2 separate regions of the Anas platyrhynchos genome follow, and region 1 is linked to region 2. Evidence: chromatin contacts called from public Hi-C data. All regions are on one chromosome and are shown on one strand. The core of a region is the stretch at or near the end of the contact, and the rest is flanking DNA. Distances in the headings are between cores, read along the strand shown.

Region 1 (7,395 bases), core at 3,871-6,370, 380 kb before region 2:
TACATGTACATTTTCTGTGGTCCATACTACCACCCACTAACTCTGAGTTACAGGTCACATCTTATGGAACTTTGCTGATTGCTCACCTATTCATAGCTCAATCTCAGAAGTCCATTTCTATTTGGAAAAAAAAAAAAAAAAAAAAAAAAAAAAAAAGGAGTAGACCCACAGATCTTAAAAATGTCCTAAATTTTTGCCAAAAATTTATCAACAGGGGAAGATGAGAGAGCAATGGCATCATTTACTAAAAAATTACTAGGATAAAATGTCTACCAATATGGAACTATAAAGCTGTTGAAGTATTACCAAAGACTTAAACCCTACCATGCATAATATAGGGAAATCTTTGCCAGTTTGCAGAGCTAATTTAGTAGAAACAAGAACTAAGGGTCTGATCCAAAGATCCACTTGAGTCAATAGGAACTTTTCCAATTATTTCAGTAGGCTTTGGATCTCATCCTAAGACAGCATGACCACCAGGAGCAGCTGGGCAGGTGTGACCCTGTTATGCTTGGCCAAGGGAACTATTTCCAAAGGCATCACTAACTGTGTCATGACGGATGGAACAGGGGAATGAAAAATTCATTTGGGCCACCCTTTGGCAAAGTCCTCAGGCAGCTGTTTGAAGCTGTATCCACCCATCATAACAGAACAATTCCTGTAGGTTTGTGCTTCCTTTCATAGCAATCAATAGGCTGCACAGAGATAAAGGCTTTATGGCCAAGTAAGTAAGTGAAGCAGCATTTCACCTCTGAAAATGTGAGTTCTTATCCTGGTGTATGTCATATGTGATAATGATATCAGTGTTTTCTGTCCGGTTCACATTTATTCACATCAGCAACACCAGATGCTGTTTCAGATATGTGACATCTTCCACTGGAGACAATAAAAGATTTGCATTTATATCAAATGTCACAGGAATACACTGCCAGGGATGTTTCATGTGGTCTACAAGAGAGTCTGGCTCCATAAAAGTTCTTAGAGTATCATCATTATGCTATCTCATTGGCTTCTGCTTTTGCAACAGACATGGGATTCATCTCACCTGACCTAAATTATCTTGGCCGTGTTTGAGCTGCGGACTGTCTCTTTCCTTCTGATAGAGAAGTCTAAACAACTAGCTCAGATTAGATGCTTTTCTTTTAGATAGATGAAGTCAAGAAAAATTAAATTAGTAAAATTAGTACTGCTAGGTAGGAATCTTGCAGGAAACATATTCACCATGTAATTTATTCTTCAAAGTTTTCAGGTGTTCACTGTCATAAATGGTATCTTTATCTAAATGTTCAGAAGTGAAAAGTAAAAGACAAAAACAAGCCTCCAAAACAGAAACAGAGTTAGAATTGTTGAGTATCTCTATTCAATCATTCTATATACCCCTATATGAACTTTTAAAGAATCAATTCAGTAGTAACTTAAAGCCTTTCCAGTGTCTTCAGTATGAGCTCACTTTGACCCTGGACCAAGTCCTAAGCCCAGGTGATCTGCAAAAATACTTACTTATTCCCTCGTCTTTTATTTGTATCCAAATGCAATCATGAATTGGTAAATTAAGGCTAATCTCTCAAATAAAAGCAAGTAGGCTTTAAGTTAGCAATACTGCACGTCTCTCTCTCTCTCTCTCTCTCTTTTTTTTTTCTTTTTTTTTTTTTTTTTCCTTTTTTCCTCTCATTTTATTAAATTTACAACTTAGTAGAGTGCTGGACGTGTAGATCTCACACAATACTAAGATGTATGGTGTGACTGTGTTAACATTATATGGGAACCCTGGCCAAGATTTTTAAAAGCTGGTGCCAGAAGTAAGACTCCTAAATAAACATCCAATTTGCCAAAATCATAGTGCTTTACACCAGCCAGTGAAGTCAGTAAGAGCTGCTGGATCTAACACCTATTAAAACTGCGACAATTATTTGGGAATTTTAATTTAAGGTATGTAAAAAAAAAATCCTTTTCATTTTATTATGTATCTTTAATTCAGCAGTGCTGTTGTCTGCTGATCATTTTAAAATACAATGATGCTCCCTATGAACTACAAGAGTTTCAATTTCAAATGTGTCAAAAACCTCGTTTTAAAAGAGACTTGTCACATTTACCCTTAGACCCACTTAACAATGAGATTCAAACACATAGGCTAGGTGCAAATTTGGGGACTTGATAACAGTGACTGAAGCAGGCATCTGCTGGGGAGATCTTGCAATATCCAGGCTGGAAATTTTCATGCATTTCACAAGCAGTACTAAGCACCAGACCAGCAAGGCACTCTCATGGGATCATCTCAAGTAGCCAGTGTGAAACATGAAAGAATGGAATACTACTTAAATCTCTCTCATTTTGGGGGATTAGATGCCTTAGCCTGGGCTTCCCTTCTGGTAGAGGTGTCCATTTGTTCTAGACACATGGACCAGAGCCATTCTGGGAGCTCCCCCCTCCTTCCTGTTTGAAAGTGTTTTCACTTTTCATGGGATAATTAGGTCTCAGCTTAGCCAAGAGTAGAAAGAATATTGCTTAGATGTTAAGCAGGAATGGAGAAGATCTGTTTTCCACTGGAAAGCTCTCTATTTTATATTACTCTTGCTAGGTTCTCTAGCAAGAACTAGAGAACCAGACCCTCCCTCGGAGGGAATGTACTAACTGCAGCCAGGCGCTAATACTGACGCTGTCCTTTTCGCTCAAGCTCTCAGTAAATTAATGTTTAACTACGTAGGAGTTAATATGGCTGTATAATCAGCATTCTCCTGCTGTGCAAGGTAGAGCTTTCCAAACTCCAAATGAGTTCCATTATCAGTGAACCATCAAGAAAAAAGCAGAGAAACACAAAAAATACCTACAGCTAGTCACTTCTGTGTTAAAAGGGGATCCTCTACCCACCCAACAAACTGAATTTTATGTGCATATAAGTTTAATGAGAAATGCAGGTTCTGAGGACTGAGCCACTGAGATGTAGCACTGAGGAACTGGTATGATGCCCAGAAGAACCTTAGGATATTGGGTACTTATATTTTTGGATATTCTGTGATTTACATGACAGCCAAGAGATGACTCTTGGGGCTTAAGCACTTAATGTGCTGGAAGGGACTCCGTAATAATCTGTTCTGGAGAAGGAACTTCAATTCCTGAGTATCCTAAATATGGTTTGGCTTCTTTTCTGTAGTCTGATCAGAGCTTCACAATACATTTTACATTTGGACACGCCCCTCTGAAACTTTAGTGTTTCTCTAGAGGATGAACATACTGTGACTGTCCATCTTGTAAAGATGTTCACAACAACCTTGCAGCTTAAGCCTGAAAGAAGATGGGGGACAGCATATTGAGTTAGGTTCTGCTGGACACAGATACAGCCAAAATTTTAAATTAAATCAACGTCTAATCTCACTACACCCCCCTAAATACGCACACACACACAAACACATGCACACTCACACAAATAGGATCCCTAACATTTTTATTTTTTTATTATTAATTTTTTTAGCTATAGACTGTATTCCACTCGATGTATAAGGTTTGTTCTAATGTCTGTCTTGAACCCCTTGTATTGCTTTTCCATTTAACACACCTGTGTTGCTGTTAGCAAAGGCTGACATAAGTGAACATTAATGTGAGGTTAACAATCTGAGATCAGCTAGGTGAGTGAACTTGACTTTGTATGTGGCACTTTGCAATTTTCTGCCGACCTCAGCACACTGGAAAGGTGACTGGGTTCGCAGCCTTTTGAAAGGCTGCTATGAATTGAGAGGTGATTCATGTTGGGGAGAACATGTTGGTACGTAGGAGAAGGTGGGGGAGGCTTTCTCAGGAAAATAAACCTATAAAGTGAAACATTTCACTTAATTAAGCAGCCCCATTTACAGTGGGAAGATCAAAGGAGAGAGGAATTGGAGAAGCAAAGAATGCAGCCTATCCCATAAAAGATCAGGTAAAGAGAAAGATAAGTCTAAAAATAACAAAGGAAACCTGTGCAACCCTCAGTGTTTTATGAACATGCTTATTAAAGCAGGAAAATTAACCAGACGTGAGGACAGGAGGAGGCTTTTGCCAGACAGTATTTCTCTGTGGCTCAGCCAAGTCACAATGGGATGGACACCACATCTCAATGAGGCTTTGCAATGTATTAGCAGAAGAAATAAAGGGATTTCACTAAAGAAAGGAAGAAAAACCAACTGAGAAAGAAAAGAAAAATTGAGGAAGATCACAGAAAGATCTGAGGGTAAAGGAACTTATTAGAAAAAAAAAAAAAAAAAAAAAAAAAAAAGAGAGAGAAAGAAAGAGAGAGAGAGAACCATAAAGAATACAGAAGCTCAGAACCATATATTGGTATTCAGATCTGGAGTGGAAAGAGGTGAGATATAACACCACAAATGGAGAAAAGCAGTGACTTCTGTGCTGGGCTGTTTCTTGTAGCAAAGAAGTCAATTAAACTGCAATATGCTTTGCTGATCTAGAAATCTAGATACATTGTATTCAGTTTCGCTTTGAATAGCAGTTAAATACCTGGGCCCTATGACATACCAGACTATGTATTAATCTGCATCTTTAAACACTGATGTTCCTCTCAAAAGCTGGTCTCGGTGCAATAGTTACAGTTATATAAATAAACTAGAACTGCTGTTTTCTTCTAATTCACAGATAAATCTTGTTCAAAAGTCTTCTGTGATTACTAGGAGGGCATTATGAAAATTCTGGTTCAGAACACAGAATACATTTTAAAGGAAGTCCTTGAGGATTTCTTTATCAAAGGATAATTTTCTGGATGAAACCCTAAAAGACTGGAAGAAAACTGGACTTGTTATCTGGGGGCAGCTGCAGATATGCAAGTCCAATTGTTTAGGCATCTAAAGAAGAAAAAGAAAAAGCTTTCTTGGTTTTCAAATAGCCCTTTGTACCAGGCTGCCTGCTGCTTGATTCTCCTCTCTCTCTTTTTTTTTTTCTTTTTTTTTTTTTCCTTCATCTTCCAAACTGAAATAGATTTCAAGCCTTGCTTCCATTTAATTTCCACCATTTCCACTTGCTCTTTAATACTGCTGGGAGAAATTGGAGTAGAAATGCTGCATGCTTTGCAGCATCTGATCACAAGTCAGCCTGGCCAGGGTCTCGCAGGACGCCAGAGGGCAGGCAGACCCCACTGCATCGCCCTCATGATGCTCAGCATTGCCAAGGTATGATATCATGGTCATGCTGGGAGTTTATCTCCAACACAAATTGCCACAGGAAGCATTTTGTCAAAATTTCAATATCAAAGCGGTCACAGCCTCTATAGTGAACAGCTTTATTTACTTAGGAGATAAAGGCAGCTGAGCAAAAAGTTAAGTTAGGGTAAGCAGTCTCTTGCTTCTGTGTAAATGCTGAAAAGGAAGTCAATGCCTCTCGCAAAGACAAACATCAAAGTAAATGGATTTCCTAGTACTGCCATTTTTAGACTTTGCCAATAACTTAAAATATAAGAAATATAAGATTAGGGCAGTTTTGGCTATGCTAAGCTTTATGCAACACTTAAGTACAGCTTAAATTTCAAAAATGCTCTAGTAACTAAAAACTGGACAGATTATCCCTCTTTGGCTTTGTTCTGTGCATTCCTGAATCACCCCATAGTTGGCAAGAAATGGTGAAATTAATCTTTATAGAAGAACATTTCAGCATACAGACACACTGCAGCATTCTGTGGGCATGTAACATGCTGCTTCTTTTCCTTGTCTTTGAGCCCTGCACTGCCCTTCCAGATCCCACCCTAAATCTGCTCAGATCCAGAAATTTGGCCTAGTCCACTTCAGGATTAGAGCAAGGTGTGAATCCACCTCTTATTTGGGTACTCTATTTTAAACTACCAAGCCCGAAGTATGTTGTAATCCAAGCCTATTCCAGCTCTGTAAGACTAATGATAAATAAGTATGCAGCAATATGTTTACCTTATCTACATAGTAAATATTACAGATATCTCCCTTTAGAGAACTTTCTTCAGTAAAATTCCACTTCCCTTCTCAGCTCCTGATCAGACAAACTCCTACAGAAATCCACTGGGTACAGAGTTCCTAAGGATTTTTACCAGACCATTTTCTCACGGCTGTTATCAGGTGTTTAAAGGAAGCAGTTAGAGAGTGAAGGGGTTGCTCATGGAAAATATCCATTTACTTTAAACTTTCCAACTTTTAAAATACTTTTGAGTATAGATATTCAAATCAGTGATAAAGATCAGCATTGACATGCTTCAGCTTGACATGTTTCCTTCCTTGTGAATCCCAGCTCAACCATGTGATGGCTAATACACTCAAAAATGCAATGAGCTTATGACCCATCTATCTGTGCAGAGTGTTCATCCTTATGGGGCACTGTGAGGTTTTCAAGAGAGTTATTTTAATCTCTTTAGATACCATGGGACCAGCTATTGTTCTCACAGGCACCATTTTTGTACTTAAAACTAAACGTATCTGCACTTCTTAACCAGAGCTGCGCATGCTAAAATAATAATAATAGTAAAAGAATTAAATGTAGTCTTCTTTTCTGGGGGCACCATATATTCTGCATGAGAGAGAGATGTGTAATCCTGCAGTGTCTAAATTAGGAGCTTATTTGCTCCAGCAGCGCAGATCTTAGGCTGGAGCTGCCTTACTGTTTATGGAAAGCTTTCCTTTCCCACCCGCCTACAGTTCTGAGAGGAGATAATCAGAGCACATGGCATGACCTGCTGAAGCTAAAGATGACCAAATGCAACAGGGAGCAAGGTAATGGACCAAACAGTTGGATCCACTGGATCCACTGGATGATGAAGAAAACACAAAGATACAAGAAAGAGTGTGGAAAAAAAAAAAAAAAGAAAGAGGTAAATGAGCAAGATAATATGGCTTGAAGCAACGGTTACACCAATGCAGATGTCAGAGAAATAGTGTAGGGACAACCAGGTGACTTCTAGGCAAGGTAGGAGCAGCAGTCCAACCTCAGTAGCTCAGTATTTGGCTAGATTTATGCAGCTCTCTAGTACTAATGAATACTAGAATTCAATGAATACCAGACCAAGATAATGTAAAGATGTCCTGGATAGTATCTGTCTTATTCTTAAATCACTGCTCTTTTACAGTGATTGTAGCAAGAGTTGCTCAAAGTTTTGCTGATGTTTTAAAAGTAAATGCATTTTTTAGACATACCCTTTTCCCCCCAGCTGTAGCTGTGGGTTCATGCCTTTCCAAATTTAATATCAAGACAGAAGTACAGAAAGCCTTTACTAAATTCTTTCAACATTTTTGACCTGATGGTTACATCTCAAGTCTAACAGATTTGAATTTAGAATTTTTCGGGTATTAAACTTCACTTTTCCTCCTATTACTTGTCTTCCATCACACAAAATCTGTAACAACTAACTCTTTATTTCATTTCAAAACACAACACATGCCCAAACACACATGGTAG
Region 2 (6,855 bases), core at 1,205-3,704:
TTCTGCTACGTATGAGTTTACCTGTATCCTAAAAGACCCTAAAGCCACATCATTGTGATAGGAAAATAGCACAGATTCATCCATTTCTTTCACATTGAACATTCCACAACTAGATTAATCTTGGGTAATTACAATGTCAGGGCATGAAATGTAAAGATACTTTCTCTTCATTTTTGTAGTACTGTGTTCAGCTCTGAGGCCCCAACACAAGAAGGACAGGGACAGAACCAGTCCAGGGGGAGTTTAAGGAAATAAGAGAAGGAATTGCTTACGGAGTCTAACATAAGATTAATTCTGCTAAAGTCTGGTTTAACTTCATAGTGTGAGGAATAAGAAACAAGCTTCCTTGCCTTGACTGCTAAAACCAATGTGTGAAGCCTATCTAGTCTTAGTTCATTTAGAAGCACCAGATCTACTCTTTTAATGACTGTTTTTACTGGTCTCTAATTCTATTATTAAAAAACTGACACTTTCAAATTAGTGCACTGAATGTGAGGTAGATCTTAGCCTGACGGTCCAGACACAATCACATCTGTGAGTCCAACATTTTATGTGTGCCCCACTAACACTGTTCCTACATGTAGGTCTCCCAGACATGGGTTGTCTATGTCCAAAACTGAGCACCATCAGTCAGTGACTATGCACTTATAATTACATTGTATAAATAGCATTTTTAAAGGGACAAATTGCCTTGAAAAAGTATATCTTCACATGCTTACCCATGCAGGAGGAGTTTTAGCTCTAAAATACAGAATAGTTTATCTACATGAAGATCTTTGATTCTCTCCTAAATGTCAACAGCAGGGGCTTTTGTCTCCTGACTGCTGGTACTCCTTTTCAGGTATCTTACTACAAGCTGTTAAAATTTGAGCTTTTAAAACAAGGAAACATGCAATAAATTTAGGTCATGATTCACTAAAACTTTATGGTTTCAACCTCCTTCACTTAACCAGGTAATTAAGAGCTTAATCAGGAGCTAAGTGGTTGAAGCTTAAGTGAAAATGTATCTATGATAAAGGAATGTTCTTTGCATATGCATATGCAGAAGAACTAACAGAGCTGTAAATGAAGTGGTACAAACAATCATAGCACATATTTTAACCGCAGTAGGATGGTGATGAGAGATTATTATTGTTGTTGTTGTTGTTGTTGTTTTCTCCCTGTAAAAGCCCTAACCCCAAGAAAAAGATAATTACTTAGAAGTTCAAGGGAAAGATAACACCCTGACATCCAGCATGCAAGAGGGCAAAACACTGATGTAGTCCCCAACTAGCTTGTAAACACACATGGGTTCCACATGTTCTCTTCTGATCTGGTTTCTGTCTCTGAATGGAAGGGTAGGAAAAGACATTGCTAGTCCTGGGGACCCTGACTTTTTATCAGGCCTGTGATGTTTGTTCAACAGATCCAGCTGACTGGCCCTTCTTTAATGTGCCCCTGCAAATGCTGCTATAAAGCTCCCACATAGCTACCTTTCCAAAACTGCCCTGTGGATGGAACAAACCTTTAAAAACTGGAAGATTAATTTACTCTTTAATTAGGTTCTTGTATGTCTGTAGCATCAAACTATGTAAACACAAGATCTCATTTTTATAGACCACAGTTATAGCAAAGAAAAATATTTAATAATTTGCTTAAAAAGCTAAATCAATAGATATTTTCAAAACTGGCTACAGACAGCAGTACAAGGTATGTTGTTGTTGTCCAGGAGACCAGAGAGGAGACTGAAAGCTAGCAAAAGTCCAGGGAGATCCAGTGCTGTGGCTTGGTCATTTTTTCCTGAGCATGATAAGGCAAAAAGCCCAAAAGCGATTCATGATGAAGTATATAGGTTAATTTTTTCCTGGGAGAATTAGAGATTCCAAAAAGATTTTTTTTTTCATTTTTTGAATGGGGACAAAATCAACCCCCGGATTTTCATAGTGCAAAATAAAATAAAATAAAATAAAATAAAATAAAATAAAATAAAATAAAATAAAATAAAATAAATAAGCCCACATGAAATGTATTTTTTCTGAAGTGTTTTTCTTGGTTATCATCTTTAAGACAAAGCACTCCTGACATGTTCTATTCAGAGATATAGAAAGAAAGGTAAAGCATTTTAGCAGTACTGATAAATCCTTCATTTGACCCCGAAGAATGGTTGTTACTGTAACATGCAGGCACGTACAAACTCTTGCAATACTTTATGCTGCAAATAGATTTTTTTTAACATCATCCTGAAGACAGAAGATTGGAAGAGGGATAAATTCATCACTTTTTTTTTTTTTAATTATTATTATTTTTTAAAAAGCACATATTTTTTAAAAAGCAATGCTTTCTGGGAGTTCAGATATAGTATAATTGATTTCAGAAACAGCCAAAAGCTTCACACCAGAGATACTGTTGCAATCACTTAAAGCTATGCTCTGGCCTTTCAAGCCAAAGTATTTGTGTATACTTTTTTCCTCAGCCTTCCTACTTAGAACATCATGTTTGTCTCCACTAGCCAAATCATAAAATCTGGCAGATGTTGCAGTACTTTGTAAATAGGCCTAAAAATTAAGAAAGCCAATTCTTCATATACTTTAGATCTGTCACTGGAGAGTGCTGAGATGCTTCTACATAGAACATGATTCCTCTGGTTCTTCCTTTGGTCATTCTATCTGAGGATGGTCTATATTTCATTACATCTAAGAATGATGCACAAGGCAATTGTTCACCACCCACCAACCGATGCCTAACCAGTTCCCAAGCAACAGCAGTCCTCACCCCCCAGCCAACTCTTCCCAGTTCTGTTGTTCAACATGATGTCATGTGGTATGGAATTATTTTTTTTTTTGGCTAGTCTGGGTCAGCTGTCCTGGCTGTGTCCCCTTCCAGATTCTTGTGCACCCCCAACCTGCTTTCTGGCAGGGTGGTATAAGAAGCCAAAAGGCTTTGACTCAGTATATGCACTTCTCAGTAACGACTAAAACATCAGTGCATTATCAGCATTATTTTCATCCTTCAGTCAAAAACACAGCACCATGCCTACTACTAGGAAGAAAATTAACTCTATACCAACTGAAACCAAGACACCATGAGCAGCCAATACAATGTACTTTAAATCAGGAATAGTCACTTTCAAGAGACATACATTCAAGAGACACTTCAGGAGACATTCCCAATGAATTGTAGGGGAGGCTTAATAAAATGTATGGATATTTGCTTTTACCAGTGAAATATTATGTCTCTTAAAAGTTACATAGGAATTCTAAACTTTAAAATTAGTATTGTCTATTTATGTATTTACCACTGTTTTTCTGAACACTATGAATGTAGAGGAGGCAGCCAATATGACAAACAATAGTGGACAACATTTGAAGGTCCTAATTTTTGTGTTCATTATGATCCTTGCAGAGATCATAATGTTTAGTGGTTGATATCACTCACTTTGTTTTTCGTTTCTTTAAATTAGTTCTATTAGTTCTGTTTGGTTTTGGCAAACTGAACTGTGCAGTCTGCTTTTCTGCGGGTGTGAGGTCTTGCTACCATCTAGTGGTTAAAATGAATCTTTGCATTATTCTCAGTATGCTGACTATTCAGGGTTGGAGGCTATGTCGTGTCCATATCTAAGTAGGAAAGTATGACTTTTAAAGTATGATGTATATCATAACAAGAAAACTGTGCTTTAGACGTCCACCTATTTCAAAAGAGAAATCTGTGCATAATTTTATGTTGAATCCTTCTAACATTCTAGTTAGTGAGACCTGCTACATCTCACTCTTGATCTTCAGACAGCCATAGTGACTAACTCTGATATGAATAATGAGAACTTATACCTAATGGCAAAAAATCTGTTATAGTGGATGCTGGACACAAAGAGAGATATTGTCTAGATAATCTTTACAACATCTTGAGTTTAACAGATAGACATAATTGGTGGAATAAAAAACGAGTGAACCACCCAGGACATGATGATATTGTACTGGACAGCAACAAAACATAATAAATAAGCTGCTTGATCACTGTTCATAACTGTCTTCACTCTTGTTTCTGCACAGTCCCCTTGCAAATTCATTGTCCTTTGCAGGGAAAATAGATATATTTCTTATTCCCAGGTGGGGAATATCTTTTGGATTTTTACTAACATCTACAATACTGGCTCAACCATCTAGTGACAGACCTATTAATAAACCATAAAAGTTGAGCTCAAGAATGCTGTATGGATTGGTACTTTGGGTAACTCTGGGAAGTTTGATACAAGAAGACTGATTCAATCCAGCATAGAGAACAATACTGGTAGTTTCCACAGCCTTGTCTTTACCACAGGATCATAAGGTATTCTATTATTGGTCTCAAAAGTGCTTTCTTGTATTGGTAAAGCCTTTTTAGGGTAAATCCTTATTTTTCAATAAGATCTGGATGCCAACATTTATTTCAAAGCTGTTTTTACTGTTTCACTGGATTCCTGAAAATTACAACAGTTAGGGTTTGTTTACTTATGCATTCCAGACGTGAAGCCTTTGCTTCTTCCCCTAGCCTTAGGGAAATGTCTAGCCTAAAGGTAATAGCTAAGTGGAAGTAAGTACTGTACACAAAAGAAATCCTACATTGAGAAATACCACTGGAACAGATGGAGGAGAAGCAATTGTAAACCGGTAAAAACAAGGATGAAAACAGCTCTGGAAAAGTGTGGGAATTAAAGTCTTTTCTTTCCCAACTTTTAAATGTTTGATGTTATGCAAGTGTTGCTTTCATCTCATAATAACAGCACAGGCTAGAAAATACAATTTAAATGTGAACATGAAAGATCCATCACATTAGTGTTAGGTCAGGTGTTGGACTAGGTGATCCCAGAGGTCTCTTCCAACCTAAATGATTCTGTGATTCTGTGATTCTGTGATCTCTACCTCTTGGCAGGCCAAGATGCACAACCTGAACATGTTCAGTCTCCCTGCAGCCTCTTCTGTTGCTGAACCAGTATCTGAGATGGTGTCAAGTGTATGAAGTCAAAAAAAAAAAAAAAAAAAAAAAAGATTCTTTGTGGAGCTGTACTTGCACAGGGAATGTATTATGCAGTACAATTCAGGGCTTAATGGTTTTGAACTAGAAAGCCCACACCACGTCTGCAGGCTCAGATCTTCTCCTGCCTTATAACACCAACATGTAAAGTGTGTCTTCATGAACTGATGGATAAATCAGGCACAGATGGGTAAACATTGAGCAATTGATATCTAGCTATTCAGTAAATAGAAACTTTAGCTTCATCTAGAAGCTAATAGGGTTGCAAGACTACTTCAAAGCTGAAGAGTTTAGGGCCTACTATTGTTTCAAGCATGTAGTATAGATTAATATACTTTACCAGAAGCAATCCTCCAAACTAAAAACACCAAGGCAAATTGGCAGTCCCTTGTGTGGAAGCTGCTTTGTGGTTAAACAGATTACTAATGCAGATCCAGCAGCCTCAGCAAGGACTTGATTTTTCAGTGAAAGTCTTCATATCCCAGTAGCCAAGAGTCAGGCTACAGTAGAAGGACACAGATATCCCATAGCTGTGTTAGGCAGGTGTTGAGGGATTCTTGAGATAGCAAGGAGGCTATGACTTGCTTCCTCTGAGCAAACCAAATTGCCAAGATGAGTATGAGAAGTTCCCATGATCTACGTTCCCACACACACGATTGAGGAATTAAAAAATATTGTTGCCAGCAGCTGGCTTCAAGGACAAGGTCTACGTGACTGCTAATCACAAGGGGGGTGTTTTCTTGCAGGTGGGCTTGTTTTCTTGCAGTTGTTTGTCTGAGAGTTTTTGACCAACAATCTTGTGTGAGACACTATCCGCCCCTGTTAAGTTTGCTATAAAAGTCAAGCTGTTCGGGTAATAAAGTAGAGCATGATCTGACCATACTAGTGTCTGGCGTGTTTCGGCCATTCTTCCTGCAACAGGCAGGTTGTCGGATGTCAATAAAAAAACAACACTGAATTTGGTGGAGAAGTTGATGTAATAATAACAGAAAGCTGTGCTGAAAGAGATCTCCATATTAATCTAAACTATTGCCTAATGACAGGATCAAGTTCAATTTCATCATCTGTAACAGATGCTTGTGTTGAATTTCATAGAAGCTTCCATGACACAATTTCAGTCTCCTCAGGAAACCTCTTCCAGAGCTTTGCATTCCAAGGCTTTTCTGTAATCTAATCTCAGCCAGTATGTCAGTATTAACAGAGAAAGCAAGTTTTTTTTCTCGCTCTCTCTTTTTTTTTTTTTTTTCTGCACATTTTTTTAATGTTTGAGCATCAGTAAGTCACCCTGTAACTTCTTCTTTGTTCACTAAGCAACGCTAATTGAATATGTAACTTCTGTAGGAAAAACAGGCCAATTTTCTTCTTTGTCTAATCAAAGTCTAAAGACATATTGGGATATGCAAACAGATCTGAATGTTCTTATTTCTGGATAGGGACACTAGTAGCTTGTTACAAATATGACACTGGCTGCCATACTTCCAGATTCACCCAGTTTGTGTTCCTTGATGACAGAAATCTGCAAATCTGTGTGGAGTTCCTTTATTCCCAAAACTACCACAATAACCCAAAACGTGACAAATCAATTAAAGTGTGTGTGTATATTTCTGTATATTTATGTATGCTTATATTAATTAAGAGAAATGGAAACATTCAGAGATAAACTTAAGTGAACATGAAAGGATATAATTGTACCTTCCTATCCCCAAGCCCTCTATTATTAGGAGTTTATACTTCATCTAGTATAAACTGAGTCACTTAAAACCACCTGAAAATTTGACAGAGATTATATGTTCTCCTATGCTTAATTTGAACTTCCAAGGGAATGACTGGTTTGTGCCCAGGTTGAGGGATTTTGGAGAAAGTCTAAAA

What was found. Hi-C and Micro-C count contacts between places; a contact is called where the count stands out from the background.
Region 1: a Hi-C map of subcutaneous adipose tissue shows a contact between it and region 2, with 4 times the contacts expected there. The contact joins two enhancer-like sites. A contact is called at or near these places in 2 of 8 Hi-C or Micro-C datasets (F5 follicle and subcutaneous adipose tissue).

What each region holds. Positions count from the first base shown.
Region 1 is chr1:8,771,201-8,778,595 of IASCAAS_PekinDuck_T2T, reverse strand. All of the region lies in intron 11 of SEMA3D (semaphorin 3D), which reads right to left. Among named protein-coding and RNA genes, the nearest start is that of SEMA3D, 110 kb to the right of the region's middle. Within about 2 kb of position 5,120, at least 1 of the 8 cell types and tissues checked has an H3K27ac peak or open chromatin away from gene starts, as enhancers often do. A contact at or near this core is called in subcutaneous adipose tissue, where this site is marked.
Region 2 is chr1:8,389,725-8,396,579 of IASCAAS_PekinDuck_T2T, reverse strand. No RefSeq gene overlaps it. Among named protein-coding and RNA genes, the nearest start is that of SEMA3D, 270 kb to the left of the region's middle. Within about 2 kb of position 2,454, at least 1 of the 8 cell types and tissues checked has an H3K27ac peak or open chromatin away from gene starts, as enhancers often do. A contact at or near this core is called in subcutaneous adipose tissue, where this site is marked.